Regions from separate parts of the Sus scrofa genome. Here region 2 is linked to region 1. The links are chromatin contacts, called in public HiChIP or PLAC-seq maps. All regions are on one chromosome and are shown on one strand. Each heading gives the region's core, a stretch centred on a gene start, on an enhancer-like site or on the middle of the called end of the contact. The rest is flanking DNA. Distances are from core to core; before and after follow the strand shown. Region 1 overlaps RARG (a long non-coding RNA gene). Region 2 has its middle 5.4 kb from the start of AMHR2.

Region 1 (3,099 bases), core at 561-3,060:
AGCTTAACCCTTCCTCTGAATGAGGGAATGGGGGTGAGCACTGCACATTCCCTGTTTCATGGGGAAGTTGGGGGGGCTTGCCAGTCCCCTCCCCTGCTCCCAGGACTAAGCCCGAAGTGGATCTGGGGTGCCCCCCCTCCCCTGCGCCATTGTGCTGCCAAGGCTATAAGTGGATATCCTGCTGCCTGCATATCCTGCCCCCCCCCCTCCCCAGCTCCTGCAGGGTGACAGGAAGGGCAGGATGGAGCCGAATGGCCTGGGGAGGGAGCAGGGGCTGCAGGCCCTGGGTGGGGCTGGGGAGAGCCAGCTGGGGAATGGGAGCTAGGTTGGGAGACAGTGTAACGGAGGCCCTGCCTAGGGTCCCAGGGGCGGAACCTTCCTGAGAAGGACTGAGCACATTCGATCAGGGTGAGAGGGGATATCTGGAGGGAGGTTCTTAGGGTCCTGACCCTCTCCTGGCGCCTCTGCCTCCAAGCTGTGCGGAATGATCGGAACAAGAAGAAGAAAGAGGTGAAGGAAGAAGGGTCGCTTGACAGCTATGAACTGAGCCCCCAGTTAGAAGAGCTCATCACCAAGGTCAGCAAAGCCCATCAAGAGACGTTCCCCTCGCTCTGCCAGCTGGGCAAATACACCACGGTGAGGAGTGGGCAGGGCCCCCCTGCGGGAAGGGGACCGTTGACTTCAGAGAATAGGTGGGGGGGGATTGGTGTTGGAGCCACGGTCTGGTGCTGATGACAAGGAGGGCATCCGAATGCAGGAGGGAGAGCCTGGGCTATTGGCAGGAAGAGAGCCCCCCAGGGTGGGCCTTAGCTCATGTTCTAATGTCCTTCCTGCAGAACTCCAGTGCAGACCACCGCGTGCAGCTGGATCTGGGGCTGTGGGACAAGTTCAGTGAGCTGGCCACCAAGTGCATCATTAAGATCGTGGAGTTTGCCAAGCGGCTGCCCGGCTTTACAGGGCTCAGCATTGCTGACCAGATCACTCTGCTCAAGGCTGCCTGCCTGGACATCCTGGTAAGTTAAACCCTGTGGCCCGTCTTCTGCCACAGCCTGACCCTCATGTAAGACCAAGGAGTTGATCCACACAAAGATTTCATTACCTCGCATTCCGCCTGCAGTCTGGGACTCCCCAGATTTCCTCAAACTCCCAAACTGAAGCTCTCTCTCTTTTTTCTTTTTTGGCCACCCCGCGGCATATGAAGTTCCTTGGCCAGGGATCAGATTGGAGCCGCAGTTGTGACCTACCCCGCAGCTGCAGCAATGCCGGATCCCTGACTCACTATCCCAGGCTGGGGATTGAACCTGCATCCTGGTGCTGCTGCATCCTGGCACTGCAGAGCACTGCTGATTACGTTATGCCACAGTGGGAACTCCACGGCCCTTAAAAGCTGATCTTAAGACTCCTGGAAGCCCTGCCTCCTTCTGACTTCTCTTTCCTCTCCCAGCTTCAGAACCTCCACCTCGCTGCCTCCCTCCTCCTCCCTGCTCAGGCAGCCCTTCTTGGGACCTAACCTCCTCACCTTGCGCCTGTACCTCATTCCCTCTTTTCCTCACCCCCATAAGCACGCCTCCCCAGAGAGAGCACTAAGCCTCCACCCCCCACCCACCTCCAGATGCTGCGGATCTGCACAAGGTACACCCCGGAGCAGGACACCATGACCTTCTCTGATGGGCTGACCCTGAACCGGACCCAGATGCACAATGCTGGCTTCGGGCCCCTCACAGACCTCGTCTTTGCCTTTGCTGGGCAGCTCCTGCCACTGGAGATGGATGACACAGAGACAGGGCTGCTCAGCGCCATCTGCCTCATCTGCGGAGGTGCGCGGGCGCCCCCTGGCGTTTACTTGGGCTCCTTTCCTATCATACCCCACACCTTAGCTCCCACCAGGCGGGAGACCTTGGTCCCATCCACAGACTTCTCAGCTCCTGTACAGACTCCCTGGTGGCTTGGAACAAAGAACAAAAAGAAGGGTAGAGCCAGGGGAAGCTGAGGAGACCCCAGATACTAGTGCTGACATAGAGGTCCGGGCAGGAGTGATTTACCAGAGAAAACCTCCTGCCGAAGAGGGGGCGGGACAGGGCTTGGAGCAGTGGAAATGGCCTGGGTTAAAGTTTGGGCCCTGAAAGCTCCCGCTGGTACAAGATGGTCAGTGGTGTCTTGGGAGCGCTGGGACGCAGGTTCGATCCCCGGCCTGGCACAGTGGGTTAAGTAAGGATCTGGCATTGCCCTATCTTTGGCTTAGGTCGCAACTGCAGCTCAGATCTGATCCCTGGCCTGGAAACTCTCTATGTCACGGGGCGGCCAAAAGTGGAACGTAAACAAACAAACAAGCAAACAAACAAAAACCCCAAAAGTTTGGGGCCCAGAGGGCCATAGGGCAGGGCCTCTTGGGATCAGCCATTTGTCACTGTCTTCCCCATCTCTTCCCCGCTCTCTCCCCTGTGCTCATCCCCACAGACCGCATGGACCTGGAGGAACCCGAGAAAGTGGACAAGCTGCAGGAGCCATTGCTGGAAGCCCTGAGGCTCTATGCCCGGCGGCGGCGGCCCAGCCAGCCCTACATGTTCCCGAGGATGCTCATGAAGATTACCGACCTCCGGGGCATCAGCACCAAGGGTTAGTTGGGAGCGAGCCTCCCCTCTCTCTTCCCAGAGCTGCCGGTCTCCCAGTTCAGACAGAGACGAGTACAGAGGAGCTGAGACCCAGGCCGCCTACGCAGGCCTCCCAGCTCTGCCACACGCTAGTGGGGATGCTTTGGGCAAACGCCTTTCCTTTTTTTCCTTATTTTCCTGTTTGTAAACTGAGCTAGACTGAAATCTACCTTCTAAGTGTTGTGAAGGAAAAGTGAGTCAACCTCCAATGGACTTAGAACTGCACTGAATTACAAATTCAGTTCCTCCGTTGCGGTAGCCACGCTGCCAGTGCTCAGCAGCCACATGCGCGGCCAGTGCCTACTGCACAGGATGGAAGAGATATTTCCATCATCCCAGAAAGTTCTATTGGACTGTGCTGGGTTTTTTTTTGTTATTGTTGTTGTTGTTGTCTTTTTTTTTGCTATTTCTTGGGCTGCTCCCGAGACATATGGAGGTTCCCAGGCTA
Region 2 (2,945 bases), core at 320-2,819, 200 kb before region 1:
AAAAATAATAAAAGTATGAACAAAAGGTCTGTGTGTTTGCATCCTTGTGGATACTAGTTGGATTTGTTTCCACTGAGCCATGACGGGAACTCCCAGACTCTTCTTAAAAGCCAAAGATTTTAGACAATGGTCAAATGGCAACGTGGAAGATGGATGACTGGGGCTCAGGGAGACTGGGAGATCAGTTATAAGACCTAAGCAGTAGCCAGGGTGAGTACCAGGACAGTGGAAACAAAAATAAAGGGGGGGAAAATTGAGATATACTGTATCAGGGTGAGTACCAGGATGGTGGAAATAAAAATAAAGGGGGGAGGGAATTGCGATATACTGTATCGGTAATAGTGACAGAATCGGTAATCAAATGAATGTTGGTAGATAAAGGGGAGAATTAAAAAGTGATTCTGGGTTTCACATGTAAGTGATCAAGGGGTAGTCATTACTGCTAAGTGAGGTAAGAAACACAAAGGATTATTTCCCTTTCTTACATGTTGAGTTTGAGTTATCTGTGGGACACCCAGATGAAAATGTCCACTCAGCAGGGTATCAGGTTGAAAAAAAAGTGAAGGGTTTTGATTTGGGAGTTACCATCATGTATGCAATAGCTAAAGAGTGGGTGCAACTTGTTTAGGGGTGAAAGGCAGAGTGAGGAAAAGACCCAGGATGGGGAATACCATTATTTCAGGAACAGAGGAGGAAGTGGCTACGGAGGAGAATGAAGCAAGTAGGCAGAAAGGTCGAAGGAGAACCACAAGTGTGAGTGCCTCAGTCTCACATTCCATGGAAGAAAGCACCAAGATGCACGTTGTGGCAGAGAGGTCTAATAAGCTAAGGACTGAAAAGAGCACTGGAGCAGGCAACCAGGGCACTGGTATTAAGAAAGAATTTAGGAATTCCTGTCATGGCGCAGTGGAAACGAATCTGACTAGTATCCATGAGGATGCGGGTTCGATCCCTGGCCTTGCTCAGTGGGTTAAGGATTCGGTGTCGCTGTGAGTGTGGTGTAGGTCGAAGACATGGCTCGAACCCCATGTTGTTGTGGCTATAGGCCAGCAGCTGTAGCTCAGATTTGATCCCTAGCCTGGGAACTTCCATATGCAGCAGGCGTATGCAGTGGGTGTGACCCTGAAACACAAGAAAAAAACAAAAAAAAACCAAAACCCAAACACTGGGTGCTGAACAAAGCGGCCTGAGGGGTGAGTACAGGAGAAAAGTTAAACATAAACTACTTTCACTAACTTTGGAAATGAAAGGGTTAGATCAGCAGCTTGAAGAGGAAGCAGGGGTTTTTCAAAATGGGGGAGGAGCAGCAGGGAGGCTGACCTCAAACACGCTCATAGGTCAACAAAAGGGAATCAAGGAGAGACTGGAGATAAAAGGAGAAAAAAAAAGCTATCGAAATAAAGAACAAAAAGGGGTTGCGGCTGGGCAGTAGCAAACCTGACTAGTATGCAAGAGAATGTGGTTCGATCCCTGGCCTCACTCAGTGCGTTAAAGATCTGGAGCTGCCAGGAGCTGTGGGGTAGGTTAGATGAGGCTCGGATACTGCGTTGCTGTGGTTGTGGTGCAAGCCGGCAGTTGCAACTCCCATTTGACCTCTAGCTGGGAACTTCCATACGCTGCACATTCAGCCCTAAAAAAAAGAAAAAGCAAGAACAAAAAGAAGTCAAAGGAAATAAGGTTGAGAGCACAAGTGGCAGGGTTGGCCTTGCAAAAGCAAAATATTTCTCTAAAAAGATAGAAGGGGTAAATTGGTATTGGTGAATAAATAGATCTTTGTTAGAAGAAAGTTTGAGGAAATTGATGCTTCCATTTTCTCTATGAAATTGGAAGAAAATCATCTGCTGAGAAATGGGGTCAGGATTGGGAAACCTGCAATTAATGGTATGTCTCACTTGCCAGACTCTGAACTACTTGATAGCAGGGCCTGTCTTGTTTTATTTTTTATTTATTTTTTTGTTTTTTTTTTGGGCTGTGCCAGCGGCATAAGGATATTCCCAGGCTAGGGGTCCAATCAGAGCTCTAGCTGCCAGCCTATGCCAGAGCCACAGCAACAGGGGATATCTGAGCTGTGTCTATGACCTACACCACAGCTCAGGGCAATGCCAGATCCCTAACCCACTGAGCAAGGCCAGGGATCAAACCCACAACCTCATGGTTCCTAGTCGGATTCGTTAACCACTGAGCCACGACGGGAACTCCTGCCTTGTTTTATTTTTTATCCACAACCTAGTACATAGTAAAGGCTTAATAAATGTTTATTGACTGAATAGTTGACACAACTTTTAAAGGCTCACTTAGGGCTGCCAAGCCAAAAAATAACCACCCCCCAAAAAACCCTAATAAAGTTAAATGTTAAAATGTAATATTGCTAATGGCTACATGAGGAAATCAAATGGCTGAGTGACTGTCAATGCTGACACAGGAAGTCAAATGTACAAAAATAATCAAGAATGTTTGTAGCTGTAGTATAAACAATCAACCAAGGACTCTTAGGTAGGAAGGGAAGTAAATCCATAGGTTGACAGGAAATTGGAAAGGCTGTCAGTAATTTCAGAAGGGGCCACAATCCAGATTCAATCATTCTAGACACAAGTTAATATTAACTGAATGTAAAATGTTGGAGCTAGGTCTTGGCTTTTAAGCATACTCTCCAATAAAATGAACAAAGCCTCCTTGGAGAAATGGCTGACCTCAAGCTGTGTTAGGCAAAATATAGATGGGCCTAAAGCAACTTGCGTATCAGAAAGTAAGAAAATGCTCAAAAAAGTAAAAGGATGTAGACATATCAAATGGACACAGAAGTCCACCTGATAGAGCTCCCAATGTCCAGAGCTGGAGTAAACAAAACAAAAAAAGTTGGGACAATTTGAGCAATAAAAATAATGTAGATTTGAATTATATCCCAACTATAAAATAAATACACGAGTACTTATTCAATAAGAATT

What was found. HiChIP or PLAC-seq counts read pairs in DNA pulled down with a chosen protein or histone mark.
Region 2: a contact with region 1 is called in an H3K27ac HiChIP or PLAC-seq map of alveolar macrophages. The contact joins two enhancer-like sites. A contact is called at or near these places in 3 of 47 Hi-C or Micro-C datasets (alveolar macrophages, embryonic fibroblasts and subcutaneous adipose tissue) and 1 of 2 datasets of contacts at active chromatin or transcription factors (alveolar macrophages).

What each region holds. Positions count from the first base shown.
Region 1 is chr5:18,438,437-18,441,535 of Sscrofa11.1, reverse strand. RARG (a long non-coding RNA gene) reads left to right here. Exons shown (of 9, transcript XR_002343956.1): 5 at 476-636; 6 at 837-1,013; 7 at 1,613-1,817; 8 at 2,458-2,616. Among named protein-coding and RNA genes, the nearest start is that of ITGB7, 5.6 kb to the right of the region's middle. Within about 2 kb of position 1,810, at least 5 of the 83 cell types and tissues checked have an H3K27ac peak or open chromatin away from gene starts, as enhancers often do. A contact at or near this core is called in alveolar macrophages, where this site is marked.
Region 2 is chr5:18,635,920-18,638,864 of Sscrofa11.1, reverse strand. No RefSeq gene overlaps it. Among named protein-coding and RNA genes, the nearest start is that of AMHR2, 5.4 kb to the left of the region's middle. Within about 2 kb of position 1,569, at least 13 of the 83 cell types and tissues checked have an H3K27ac peak or open chromatin away from gene starts, as enhancers often do. A contact at or near this core is called in alveolar macrophages, where this site is marked.